Linked DNA regions of Sus scrofa: region 2 is linked to region 1. A link is a contact called in public Hi-C data. All regions are on one chromosome and are shown on one strand. The core of a region is the stretch at or near the end of the contact, and the rest is flanking DNA. Distances in the headings are between cores, read along the strand shown.

Region 1 (6,694 bases), core at 2,385-4,884:
GGAACCAGACTTCTGCCAAGAGCCAAACCCCTCATGGCCGGACACTTGGGGAAGTTCCGCCTACGGTTCCCTCCAAGGGCCAGAGTGGAGCCTCAAGGCTCTGCGAAGTCCCAAGAGAAAGAGTTCTGCTCCCCAGCCCTTCCCGTCACTGTGGAGCAGCGCCGACAGCACCCCAGGGACCCGGGGCTCCTCAGACCCCAGGCTTGAGAAGCGCTGCCCTGTGGAGGCGGTGGAGGCACGGGCTCTGGGTGGTGAGAAGGTTGCCTGGTTTCTCCTGCCTGTGCGCCTCCTCCCTGGGCAGGCCGGCAAGGTGGGCATCGTGCTGGGGCCACCCCACGGTGCCTGGACACCTGGCCCCACTCTGGAGGAGCCTCAGGGCCCGGGGCCGAGGCCGTCCGCTCCCTGCCTTTCTTCTCCACTGTGGATGAGCCGGAAGCGGTGCTCAGCTCGCCAGGCTGCTGGGAGACATGGGGGACTCCGCCCAGCAGCGGCTGTGGAGGCCCTCATTCCGGGCACCAGGGCTTCCTGAAGTCCTACTGTGTGTCCTGCCTGCCCCGGCCCTGGCCCCGGCAAGAAGACATCCCCAAAGGCCCACGGCCACCCTCTTGGAGCTTCGGGCCTGGCAGGGGGCTGGCAGTGAGCGGCTGCTTCCTGGATTGCGTTCCTGAATGTTCCAGGGGCTGAGGAAACTCATCGGGGGGGTGGGCAGGGACAGACAAGGCTGGGAGCTGCAGGCAGAGTTTATTGGGAAAGAAGCAGTGGGGCCAGGCATGGACTTCAAGGTCCCAGGCTTGGGGGGCACCTGGGGGACACCCTGGGGGGGTTGGGCATCTCGGTGAGGGAGGTGGGGGCATCGCTGCCCCACTCCGGTCATCTCCTTGCCCTGAGCTGGTGTGGGGGCAGCTCTGGGCCGGCTCGGGCCTCCCCAGCACCACGAGGGAGGGGTGATCTGGTTCGGTGAGGAAGCTCGGGGTGGGCGACGGCAGAGTGGGGGTGGGGGGTCACCTTTGGGTCACGTGCCCTAACCTGGCTTTTGGTGAACAGCAAGGGGCTGGCGTGACTGAGAGGGTCCCCTGGGGGAGGGGGAGGGGGAGGGGGTAGAGGTCGGGGGAGGCCTGGATGCGGCTGGCGGTCTGGCCTGGCTCCTTCTGGACCCCCCCCCCAAGCATCCTGCCCTGACTCCGTGACCCTGCTGTTGCCTCCAGCAGCCTCTGCTATTTCCGGCTCCTCAGCCTCGACCCCATCACGTCCCTGGCTCCCTGCGGCCCCAGCCGCCCGCAGAGCAGAGGGCAGGAGAGCCGCACGGGGCCTGGGCTTGCTGCGAAGACAGGCCCGGGGTTACGGGGCATCCTTCCTGCAGGAGGGCTGTGGGCTGCATACCCGACCCTAAAATAGAGACGGGGGATTTCCTGTCATGGCTCAACGGTGATGAACCCGACTAGTATCCATGGGGACGCAGGTTTTATCCATGGGGACGCAGGTTTGATCCCTGGCCTTGCTCAGGGGGTGAAGGATCTGGCGTTGCCGTGAGCTGTGGTGTAGGTGGCAGATGTGGGTGGGATCCCATGTTGCTGTGGCTGTGGTGTAGGCTGGCAGCTACAGCTCCAATTCAAGACCCCTAGCCTGGGAACCTCCATGTGCCGTGGGGGCAACCATAAAAAGACAAAAATAAATCAAGTGAAATCAAATCAGGGCAGGGAGGGCCCGGATCTGCTCTCCGTCCTGGACGGTGCTGGGTGGTCTTTAGTGGAGACTCTGGGGTCGTCACAGGGCTGGAGCCCCGCGGTGTCCAGGTGAAGCTCTCTGCGTTAGGCTCCCGCGGCTGCTGTAACAGAGCTCCGGTGGTGACAGGGGCCTGAAAACCACAGAAATTCCTTTTCTCCCTGTTCTGGGGGCCGGAAGCCTGAGATCCAGATGGCGCAGGCCTGCCCTCCCTCTGGAGGCACCAGGGGAGGGTCCCTCCTGACTCTTTCAGCTGCTGGTGGCCCAGGCGTCCTGGGCTCGTGGCCGTATCTCCAGCCTGTGCTCTGCCTTTGCCTTCCTGTCGTCTTTCCTCTTCTGACTTTTATAAGGACGTGGTCCTTGGACGTAGCCCGCCCCCCACCCCGCCCTCCCCAGGGGAGTCCAGGATCCTCCCCAGGAATCCAGGGGAATCTTTCGAGATCCTTAAGCTATTTCTAGTCCCCAAAAATTGCGTTCACGGGTACCAGGGGCCTATATATGTGGGGTCGCTGTTTACCCCACTGCTGTCTCCAAGCCTCGGTTTCCCGGTCTGTACGCGGGCTTGTCGTGAAGACTGGAGGGGCTGGGCAGGCTGGGCAGCTGCTGGATCCTGTGTCCAGCCCAGACTCCTCCTCCCCCCACAGTGGAGTGAAGCAGCCTCTCCCCAGAGATCAGGACCTGGGACTTGGCCCTGCTCTGCCATCAGCCCCTTGGAGACCTTGGGCGGTTGCTCCTGCGTCTCTGAAATGGGAAGATCCCTGCTGGGGGTGGGGAGCGGGCGGCGGGGGGGGTCACATCATAGGCTTTTTAGACTCTGAGGGAAGCCTGCTCTCTCTCCAGAAAGAATGCAACTCTACTGAGTTCCCGTTGTGGCTCAGCGGTAGTGAGACTGACTAGTAGCCATGAGCACTAGGGTTAGATCCGGGGCCTCGCTCAGAGGGTTAAGTACCGGTGTGGCCGTGGCTGTGGTGTAGACCACAGATGCGGTTCCGATCTGGTGTGGCCGTGGCTGTGGTGTAGACCACAGATGCGGTTCCGATCTGGTGTGGCCGTGGCTGTGGTGTAGACCACAGATGCGGTTCCGATCTGGTGTGGCCGTGGCTGTGGTGTAGACCACAGATGCGGTTCCGATCTGGTGTGGCCGTGGCTGTGGTGTAGACCACAGATGCGGTTCCGATCTGGTGTGGCCGTGGCTGTGGTGTAGACCACAGATGCGGTTCCGATCTGGTGTGGCCGTGGCTGTGGTGTAGACCACAGATGCGGTTCCGATCTGGTGTGGCCGTGGCTGTGGTGGAGGCCCGCAGCTGCAGCTCCAATTGGACCCTTAGCCTGGGAACCTCCATGTGCCGCAGGTGAGGCCCTAAAAAGCAACAAACAAAACCATGCGTTTATGTTCACGATTCCAGGGACTCACCTTCCGCAGGACCTGGGTTCATTTCAAGCCTCCTGTCGGGCCTAGGAGGAAACTGGGCGACCGCCAGGGCCACCCCCCAGGCCAGCTAGGAGGCCGAGTGGCCTGCCAGCCCCCACTGAGGGTCCTACCTGGACATGGGGACAGATACTGCTCAGGCTTCCACCTTCTGGTCTGAGTGCAGGAAGCGGGGCGGGGGCTGGGGCCAGGCTGCCGCCGTCCCAGCCCCCGCCCCCCCCCCCCCCCCCCCGGGGTGAGCAGCCAGCCCCCTGGTGCTGCCCCAGGCTCCCCGCAGGCGCAGCTCACAGACCAGCGGGCTGGCTGGTGGACGCGCTGGGTCTGCCCATCCCCCTTCCTGCCCAGTGCTCTTGTTTATTTAGCCTGGAGTAACCCCGGCTTTGCCCCTGCTCAGCGGGGAGCCAGCATCCTCTGCGCTTGGCCCGGGACCTTGGGATGCTGGGCCACGCGCTCCTCTTTCCTTCCGGGCCGGTGTCCAGGGTGGGCCCCGGGGGACCTGTCCACGCGGCCCTGTGCTGAGCGCTTCAGGAAGTAGAGTGTGGCCTGAGCGTGGCCAGGCCCTTCTTGCCTGCATTTCCCCCTCTGTAAAACAGGGTCGCGCTGCCCGCCTTGGGGGCCCCACGTATGCTCAGTACATGTGGCCCTGAGCGCGGCAGGCACTTCTGTCTGGGATGCGGCAAGCCCTCAACAGGGGGCTCCCAGGAGGGTCTCACGGGAGGAGAGGTGAGTGGACAGCTGGTACTGGCAGGTGTCACCTTGTAGAAGGAGGAGCCTGGACAGCAGAGGACAAATGAGGGGGGAACGTGGGACGGCAGGCGCCTGGGCCCATCCTCCTGGGAGGCCAGGGGAGGCTTCTCCCAAGAGGTGATGGCTCGGCCTCCATCGAAGGCGAAGGTGGAGCCGGCTGAGCAGGGGCCTGGAGAAAGAGGATCCAGAGCCCTGGCTGGCACGTGCAAAGGGCCTGAGGTAGAAAGAGCTTGGGAGGCAGAACCAAACTAGGACGAGGTGGAGCTCAGGGGGAGCCTCGGTGTCCGATTGGAGCCGACCTCGGGCCTCAGCCCCCCGATCCCAACCCCAGGCGAGTCCCCCCGACCTTCCTGGCCCCCACACGGGGGCTCCTGGCATCTGCCCCGTGGCCCAGGATCCATGGCGCCCTGAGTTCTCATCATTCCTCACAGCTCGTGCCTCCCGTCCCCCACCCAGCTTGAAGGCCAAGGGTGCAGGTTAGATGCGCCGCGTGCCTGGCTTCCCTCCTGCCGCCCTGCCACCCTCACTGGGCTCAGACTCTGCCTGGTCACTTCTGTGGTGTGCCCGCTCGGACTGCCCCTTGCATCCTGCTGCCTCCGCCCACACTGTCCTTCTGCCGTCATGACTCTTTCACACCCAGAACCCTGTCCCCACGCCCCTCTGGTGGTCACCTCTCTCCTCCGCTCCCCCTACTCAGAGGCCCCTCGCAGCCCCCCGGCCCATCCCAGTTGGCCCAGGACCCCTCCCCTTGAGCTGGGCGGCTCCTCCTCCAAGGGTGACGTCCGTGTGCCCCTCATCCTCCTCTGACTGGCCTGGCCGTCCCCTTCCTTCCTCCACACGGCCTCCGGGACCCCTCCCCACCAGGACCCCTGCCCGCCTCCGTCCCCTGCGGGCTGTGGGGTCTTCCCTCGGATGTGCCCACACTTGGAGGCATCGTCCAGGCCACCACCTCTAGTCCCATCTCTGGGCCCTAGGACCCCACACGTGCACTGGGGTGTCTGTGGGCGCCTCCAACCCAGCTCGTCCAACCGGCAGTCTCGCCCCCCCGCTGGCCTGCGGCCCCCAACCAGCTTCCCCCACTGCCCCGGCTCCGAGGGCGGCCCCTGGCTCCCGGATGGGAGAAGGCAGAGGAGGGAGAGAGCGTGTCTGCCGGCTCTGGATCCAGCAAGGGCGGGGCGGGCTCCCAGCAGGCGGGGGCTTGGCTTCGACCTCAGGAACACCTGTCGCTGAGGTGTCTCTCCAGGACACACGTCGCCCTGGGGTCCATGGAGCCTCAGGCCCGGGCCGTGTGGGGGGCTGGGGATGACCCTCCCTCCAGTTCAGTGTCCTGGGAGAGGTGGGGCACAGGCCGGGTCCCTTTCCAAGCTGCGACGAGGGACCCACGGGGCCCGGCTCAGGGGCCGGGGGTGACGCTTGAGACTCCAGCGCCACGTCCTGAAGGCCGCCTGTTAGTTCACCTGCTGAAAAGGCCATCGGTCACCCGGCAGCTTCAAGGCTGCGGACCGTAACTGAGCCGATGACGCAGCCCCAGCTCCCCTGGGGCAGGGTGGCCGGGTCGCAGCTGTGCTCCAGTTTCACCGTCAGAGACCCCGGGCCTGGCGGGTCGGTGTCAGGTGTCTCCCCCTTCCTCGGGGAGATCCAGGGCCCGGAAGGAGTGACCCGCTGACAGTCTCGCCCCCGGTTGCGGACCTGGTGCCTTTCTAGGGCACCTCTATGGGCTCCGCGGCGAGCTTTGGAACAGGGGCAAGTTTTAGTGTTTAGTTCTGGGGAAGAAAAGAAAACAGATTCAGTATACAAAAAAATAGAATAGGAAGAACAGAGCGAACATTTTTTCACTTAGAGAAAATCAGTTCTATCGTCCAGAGACCCCAACATTTCAAAGTGCATCTTTCTGCCTTTCCCGTGTGTGTGTGTGTGTGATGTATCCTTATTTATTTATTTCTGCTTTGGAAATAATTCACTTGCATTTTTTTAGATTACAGGTGTTCACGATATTACGCATCTGTCTTTGGTTTATGTCACCAAATGATCATCTCTAGGTCCATCCAGTTGGCTGCAAATGGCATTAGTTCATCCTTTTTCACAGCTGAGTAATATTCCATTGTGTGTATGGACCACATCTTCTTCATCCACTCCTCTGTGAGTGGACATTTAGGTTGCTTCCAGGTCTTTGGCAATTGTGAGCAGTGCTGCAGTGAACCTTGGGGCGTGAGTATTTTTTTTGAATTATGGCTTTCTCTGGACATATGCCCAGGAGTGGGATTGCTGGATCATATGGTGGTTTATAAGTACCTTTTTAAGGACCCTCCACACTGCTCTCCACAGTGACTGCACCGATTTGCGTTCGCCCCCAAAGTGTAGGAGGTTCCCTTTCCTCCATACCCTCTCCAGCACCTGTCCCTTGTAGTCTTTGCGTATTTAAATATCAGGATCACACGGTTCTATCGTCTCTGTCCGGTTTTTCTCCGTAGCCATCATGAGCTCCTCCACCACAGACCACGCGGGATCATCCTATGCAAAAACTTTGTAATTTATGCCCCAACCTCAACCCTTGAAACATTTTGACAGTTTTTGCCGTAACAAACACCAGCATGGGGACACAGGCCCGTGGGGACCCAGGCCTCGGAGGGAGGAGGCCGGAAGTGAGGTGACCAGGTCCTCGGGTGCCTGCATCTGACTGCGTGAAAGTCACCCCGTTTCCTCCCAGGACACCAGGCGGGGAGACGGGGGGGCCTTTTCTCTCCTCCGTGTTAATTTCAGGCACTCACGGAACCATCGCTGCCCCTTCGTTGGGGG
Region 2 (6,694 bases), core at 1,580-4,079, 200 kb after region 1:
GTTCCCAGAAACAAATCCCACGCGCAGACCCTCTTGAGTGAGAGGAGAGGAGCCCACCGCCGGGGCGGAACCGGACAGGCGGTGGCTCCCGGGTTCGCCGTGACCGTCTCAGCCGCCCTCCGGGCCCAGACCGGGCTTCCCGGGCCTCCGGGGTTCCGGGGCGAGGGCGCGGTCTGACCCGAAGCCTGCCCCCGCTTCCCCGCAGGGTGCTGACGGAGCTGGTGTCCAAGATGAGGGACATGCAGATGGACAAGACGGAGCTCGGCTGCCTGCGCGCCATCGTCCTCTTCAACCCGGGTGCGCCTCCTCCCCGCCGCCACCCGCCCCCGGGCCAGCCCCGTCCTGCCTGCGCTGCCGCCTCGGCCAGCGGCCCCTCGCCTGGGCCCTGATGGGTTTCTCCCTTGTGATGGGGGCGCAGCCGTGCTGCCCTCTTCTCGAGGCCCGCGTGAGGGTCAGACTGGCTCGGTCAGCCGAGCTCATCCTCCGTGTCCGGGCGAGGCCTCCTGGAGCCCTGGGGGTCTGGGGCTGGGTGGGGACGTCGGGGGCAGGTTCCGGGCTGCCTCGGTGTTCTGGGGGCAGGGGCAGGGGGCTGACCAGGTGGCGAGGAGGAGGGGGCGGCCCCAGGGGTGGAGGGTCCCGACTCCCTGTTCTCCGTCAGCTCCAGCGCTGAGAGGCGGGGCCCGGGTGGCCATGGGGTCCCCTCGGGGGAGAGCCCGTTTCCCCAGGTTTGTGCTCCAGCCGTGACCCTGCCCTGCAGGGCGCTGCCCTGCAGAATCTGCATTGAAGCTTTGTGTGGCTTGGCTGCTGGTTCACCCGATGGGGCCTGGGTGTGGGTGTTCGCCCAAGACAGGAGTTAGCACAGCCCCAGGGCCGGGGGAGCCCAGCTGCCGAGGAGCCTGGCAGGTTCCCAAAGCTCTTAGGACCCCCGGCCACCATGGCATTCGCTCTGGGCCATGGGCCTGTGCCGGACGTCAGGCAGCCTGGGCTGGGCTGTGTGGGACCCCTCGCCCTGGGCCTCGGAGGACCTGACAGTGGGCCTGTCCCATGGCTGAGCCTCCAGGCGCTACAGCGGCTTCAGACCAGCAATGGGTTGGTGGGGCTGCCCTGGCCTCTGGTCCCTTTGCCACCAGGAGGGACCACCTCCCCCAGCTGAGGCCAGATTTGGGGCTGTGTGAGCCCGAATCCTGATGCCCAGTGGTGGGTGCTGTCGGGGACAGTGAGGAGAGAAGCTGGCCCAGCGTCAGTTTGGGGGTGACTGCGGGAGAGGACGGAGCCCTGCCCGGCCTGGGGGCTCCCCCTGCTTCAGATGCCTGGGACTCGCCAGGACAACCCGGTCGGCCCTTGCTCCTGTGGCCTCATCCCTGGGCCTGGAGGTTTGGGCGGCTCTGGTGCTGGCATCTGTGTCCACAGGCAGAGCCCCTTCCACACTGGGCTCCGGCCCCAGGGTCCCCGGGCTCAGGATGGCCTCATGGCCGCTCTGCCCCCACCCCTGACCCGGGAGGGGCCTGGCTGCTTCAGGAAGAGACTGTGAACCCTTCTTTCGGGTCTGAGGGCCTCAGACCCAGGGCTGCAGAAGCTTGAGAGTTGACCCGATTGCTGTGATGGCCAGGAGCTGGCAGGGCAGGTCAGCCCCCTTTTCAGAGGGGGGAGCTGAAGGACAGGAGCTCAGGGACTGGGCCAAGGTCAGGTGGCCAGCGAGCGGCAGGGTGGGCCTCCCGTGCAGGGCAGCCTCGTCCCAGTGGGTCTGTGGGTTCCTGGGGCAGCTTCCCAGGGGGCTCTGACCTGCGGTCCCTGCTCCCTCGCAGACTCCAAGGGACTCTCGAACCCGGCCGAGGTGGAGGCCCTTCGCGAGAAGGTCTACGCGTCCCTGGAGGCGTACTGCAAACACAAGTACCCCGAGCAGCCCGGAAGGTGAGCCCCGGACCGACCTCAGGGTCTCCCTCCAGGCCCCTGCCCAGGCAGGGCCACCCCCAGCCCTCAGACATGCGGGTGGGTTAGAAGGCGTTGCCCCTCGTCTGTCCAGGGCCTTGCTCCTGGCCCCACGCACACACTCTCACACTTCCCTGCAGCCCCACCGAAAGGATGGGCCCTGTGCCGGCACATAGTAGGTAACGTGTCCCTGCCCAAAGAGGCGGGGCCCTGGTTGCTCGTCTCTAGCAGGGACAGTGCCAGCACACAGTAGGTGCTTTGTAGACAGGTGCAGAGTAGATGGCCGAGGCGTGGCCTGGGTGCAGAGCTTGACTCCCTCTGCCAACTGCAGGCCCTGGAAGGGCTGGAATTGTCTCTTTTCTGGGTCCACAGTGCCAGGCGCACAGCGGGTGTCTGGGTGAGGGGGAGGTCGGTGGCTTCGCGGCCTTTCAGGTCTCCTGTCCTGATCGGACCCGCTTCCTCCCAAAGGGGGTCTCCTGGGAGCGGGTGGGGGTCCCCCCCAGCCCCAGGCCTCCCTCTCCCCCTTCCCACCCCACCGACCGGCGCGCACAGGGTTACCCGCCCTGCTCGGCCTCATCTGGTTTGGTTTAAAGTGAGACTTCCCGGAGGAGGAGGGGGAGGGGAGGGGGAGGGGCAGCAGGCCCGTCTGTTTTTCCTGGCCTCCGGCCCCAGCCCATCTCGCCAGCTCAGCAGAAAACGGCTCGTTCCCTGGCCCTGCTCCAGCCTCTAAGCCGCGCTTTTGCCTTTAAAACACGGGTTGTGTTGCAGCCAAGCACGGGGCTGTCCCCCTGAAATACAGACATTGTTAATAATTAATGAGGCCCCGGGGGTCCCCGGAGGGTCGTGCGGAGAGAGCTGGCAGCACGCGGGCTGGGGACGAGGAGGGGCAGACGTGGGTGTTCCTGGAGGGACCTCTGGCCCCGTCCCCACACGGCCCTGTCCTTGGCGGCAGAGCCACTGAGCCTGGCTTTCCTCCTCCAAGAGCCCCCCAGAGGCTCCCCCATCAGTGTCCTCCCCCGAAACTGCCCCGGGGGAGGGCCCGGCCTGCAGAGGCTTCCCTCCCACCTGCCCTCCTGGCAGCCAGCAGAGCCCCCCGAAGGTGAGGGCTGGTGGGGGCGCCCTGGAGCTGGTCCTTTCTGAGAAGGGCCTGTCGCTCAGGCTCCAGGGCTGCTTCCCCCGCAGGCCTCCCTCGGCCAGCGGCAGGGCTGCGACTCAGAGCAGCCCTTGTGGTTCTCCCTCCTGCTTAAAACCCTGCCGCGGCTCCCTGCGGCCCTGGGAGGAAGCCCACGTGTTTTGACGTTGCCCAAAGCCCTGTCCAGCCCGGCCCCGTCCAGCCGCCGTCTCCCCCTGGCCCTTCCTCCGGGATCTCCGCCCCGAAGGGCTTCTTTCCAGGTCTGCACCCCCCTCTGCGCTCCCGGCCGCCGGGCCGCCTGCCGCCTTCTCTGCCCAGAGCCGTCCTGCCTCCGAGGCTCCGCTCAGGCGGCCCCCAGCCCAGCGGCGGCAGCGCCCGGGGCTGGGCGGGGGGCCGTGGCCCGGGCCCCTCACGCGGCTCGGCTCCCGCAGGTTCGCCAAGCTGCTGCTGCGCCTGCCGGCTCTGCGCTCCATCGGCCTCAAGTGCCTGGAACACCTCTTCTTCTTCAAGCTCATCGGGGACACGCCCATCGACACCTTCCTCATGGAGATGCTGGAGGCCCCCCACCAAATGACCTAGGCCCGCGGGCCGCCCTCCGCCTGGCCGCCGGCCGCTCTTCTCAGCCAGCTCGTCTGCCCCCGCTCGCCTGGCTGTTTGGACTCCGGGAGTGGCCCGTCCCTGCTAAGCCTGAGATGTGCTGCCACCCTGTTACCTTCCATTCTGCTCGTCTGGACCGGGCAGCGGCTTTCCTGGGGCGGCCGCTGGAGTGGCAGGAGCCGGCGGGAGCCCCGGCCAGGCCCGCCAGGCTCTCCCCGGGGGACGCCCGGGGGACTCACGGGTCTTGGGCCCCTGGCCCTGGAGCTGCCCCCCCGTCAGAGGGCAGCTTCGTTCGGTCACGGTTGTCGCTGGTTTGGGAAGTCTCCCGTGCGAGGTCCTCTGTGTGGGGTGCCCTGCCTTCGCGGCCCGCCAGCCCGGGCCCACCCACCAGCAGGAGGAGGGGACGGGTGGGGTGGGGGGGCGGGCGTTTCATGGAGGAAGGCCCCTCCTGGCCCCCAGGGAGAGGAGAGGGGCTCGGGGGCGGGTGGCCTCGCCTTCCCTCAGAGCCAAGGGTGAGGAGCCACCCCCTTTTCCAAAGATGACTTTCCGCTTCACCCCCGAGCCAATCAGAACAGGAGCCGACCTCTGCGCAGGGCTGGGGCCACCTCAAGGCTGCAGAGACGGGGGTCGCCCACCCCCACCTCCGCTTTCCCTTTGCGTTGTCGTGGTTTCAGCTTCTTGCCCAACGTGGGCCCGCACACCCCAGGGTGCCCCCGATCTTCCACGGCCGGCCCCTGGGCCTGGAGGGCTGGCCTGCTGTCTGCCCTTCCTGGAACCCCTGGGGGGGGCTAGGCCGACTCGGGCTCTGCTGACCTCTCAAGGCCAGAGGTCACCCCCCAGCAGGCCCACGGGGATGGAGGGAGGAGGGTTGGTCCTTGGGCAGCCGTGTCCAAGGATGGAGAGCTGGAGGGACGTGTGGGCACAGCCGGGGCTTGGGGGGTGGGGAGGCCTCGGTCCAGAGCTCTCTGGGGCACAGACCCCTGGCGGGCTCTTCGGATCAGGGCCCTTGAGTGCCAGCATCCTCAGCTGGATGCCCCTTGGCGTCCGGTCTGGGTGACGGAGCCCCGAGTGGGAGCTCCAGCAACACCTGCTCTGGCCGAGGGCCCCCCTCCAGCCCTGGGCCCTTCGCTCTGTAACGCCCCCCCCCAGGTCTCACTGCTTTGCCTTTAGGGCCTCTAACCCCGTGAACCCAGCCTTCGCCAGTAGTGGGGGCCTGACCTGGGCGGGGGGCGGGGGTTGCATCTTCCCAGCCCCTCAGGGGGAGCTCTGTCAAGCCCGTCTTCCCCCTGCCCCCACCAGAGACCCGGAGCTGGGGTGAGGGCAGGGCTTGTGCCCGCTCTCCCCGAGGCCGCGTCCCCAGGTGGTGCGGGCCCTGACTGGGGCTCCCCCGCACCCCTGGGGCTGGGTGGGGAGAGGCCGGCCTCCAGGCCTCCGTGGGGAAGAGTCCGTTCTTCGCTGTCCCAAGTCTGGCCCAAGAGGAGCGTGAGGCCTGGGTGCAGGTGTGGGAGAGTCCACGGACGCCCCCGTTCTCTTGCCCCACCCCCAGCCTGGTGGCCCAGGAGAGGCGAGGCGTCCCCTGCCCCGTGGGCACTTTCCCTGTCCACCCTCTGAGGCAGAGATGGGGCGAGCCAGGCCTGCCCAACTGTCCCTCCTCCCAGACTCTCCCCGAAGGTCTTGGCAGCCTTTGGGGGCATGGCGGTGTCAGGCAGGGTGACACAGGCGCCCTCGGGTCCTCCCTCCGGGGACCCCTACACCCAGCACCCCTGGTGCCTTCTGCAGCCAGGTGCACCCCGTCCGCACCCGGCCCCTCCGGCTCCCTCGGGCCTCTCGGGAACGTGGTGGCTCCCGTGGAGACAGCCCAGGTTGGAGCCCTGTGTTGGGGGGCCGCCTCTCGGGCTGGCCACGTGGCCAGCCCTGAGGTCCCCAGGCCACCCCCTCGCGAAGGCAGAGCCTCCCCAGCCCCTGGCCGCCCGAGGCCATTCCCGCAGCATCTTGGGCCGTGGGGCCGCCCTCCCCGCTCCAACCCGGTTTGCGGTCATGGTCCGCGTGGCGCTGTTGGAAAAGGAGACGGTGGGGGAAGGGCCGACTCCGCAGAGAGGTCGCCAGATGTAACCAGCCCTCCTAGGGTGACCAAGCTGGTTCAACTGAGGTGGTTTTTGTAATTATTATTATTATTATTATTGTTTGGTGGGACAATCTTTAATTTTCTAAAGATAACACTAACATCAGCTCGTTAGCCACCGTGTGCCCGGCCCGCCTCGGCCGGCTGGTGTTTCCAGCGTGCTCCCCCGAGGCGTCACCTCCCCGCCTGGACATCAGATGGGGCCCCCGGGGCCAAGGAGTGAAGATGACCGTGTCCTGGGGCCCGACGGTGTCAGCACGGCTGGCCTCAGGGGACGTCCACCGGACAGCTCCCCTGTCGGCCGCCCGCCGCCCTGCCTCGGGGCGGGGAGACGGCGCGGACTCCCGTGTCCGGGTGTCCGGGGGGGCTTCAGGCTGGCAGGTCCGTGGCAAAGCGCTGGAGACCCTCCTCCGCGGGGGCCCCTGGGAGGGCCCGGCTGGAACGCGCAGCCCTTGGAAATGGGCTGATGTTGTCCCCATCACGGAAAGCGGGCGTGTGCGCAGACCTGTGCGCCCCCCGCAGACACGCAGCGGCTACCAGCGTCTCCTGTTTGTTTTCCACCAAGACTCCCCCCGGCCCCCGATTTCCTATAAATTTGCTTCATGTAAGCAGGTGCGTAAGGACCCCGCCTTTGGTGAAATCCGGGATCGAGTGACTGTCTCGAGGCCAGGAGATGCATCTATTTTCAGATGCTTTGGAGCCAACAGCTTTAGCAGTTCCCAGCCCTTAGCAATGCCTTAGCCGGGCCTCGCAGCTCACACTTTAGAGAGAATGGCAAATACAGAGAGAAGCGATGTCTAAAGCATCAGGAAAGGTAGAAAAAAAATCTATTTTTGTACAAATGTAATTTTATCCCTCATGTATACTTGGAGGGTGCGGCGGGAGGGGGGCTTGTTTTGTTTCTGCTTCTAGAG

What was found. Hi-C and Micro-C count contacts between places; a contact is called where the count stands out from the background.
Region 2: a Hi-C map of retroperitoneal adipose tissue shows a contact between it and region 1, with 6 times the contacts expected there. The contact joins two enhancer-like sites. A contact is called at or near these places in 3 of 5 promoter capture datasets (fetal liver, fetal skeletal muscle and liver), 28 of 47 Hi-C or Micro-C datasets (adipose tissue, alveolar macrophages, blood and 15 more) and 2 of 2 datasets of contacts at active chromatin or transcription factors (alveolar macrophages and skeletal muscle).

What each region holds. Positions count from the first base shown.
Region 1 is chr1:273,587,192-273,593,885 of Sscrofa11.1, forward strand. No RefSeq gene overlaps it. Among named protein-coding and RNA genes, the nearest start is that of WDR5, 30 kb to the left of the region's middle. Within about 2 kb of position 3,635, at least 20 of the 83 cell types and tissues checked have an H3K27ac peak or open chromatin away from gene starts, as enhancers often do. A contact at or near this core is called in adipose tissue, fetal liver, liver and 3 more, where this site is marked.
Region 2 is chr1:273,790,547-273,797,240 of Sscrofa11.1, forward strand. RXRA (retinoic acid receptor RXR-alpha) reads left to right here. Exons shown (of 10, transcript XM_021071603.1): 8 at 206-297; 9 at 1,806-1,911; 10 at 3,493-6,694. The coding sequence ends at 3,640. Among named protein-coding and RNA genes, the nearest start is that of RXRA, 95 kb to the left of the region's middle. Within about 2 kb of position 2,830, at least 38 of the 83 cell types and tissues checked have an H3K27ac peak or open chromatin away from gene starts, as enhancers often do. A contact at or near this core is called in adipose tissue, fetal liver, liver and 3 more, where this site is marked.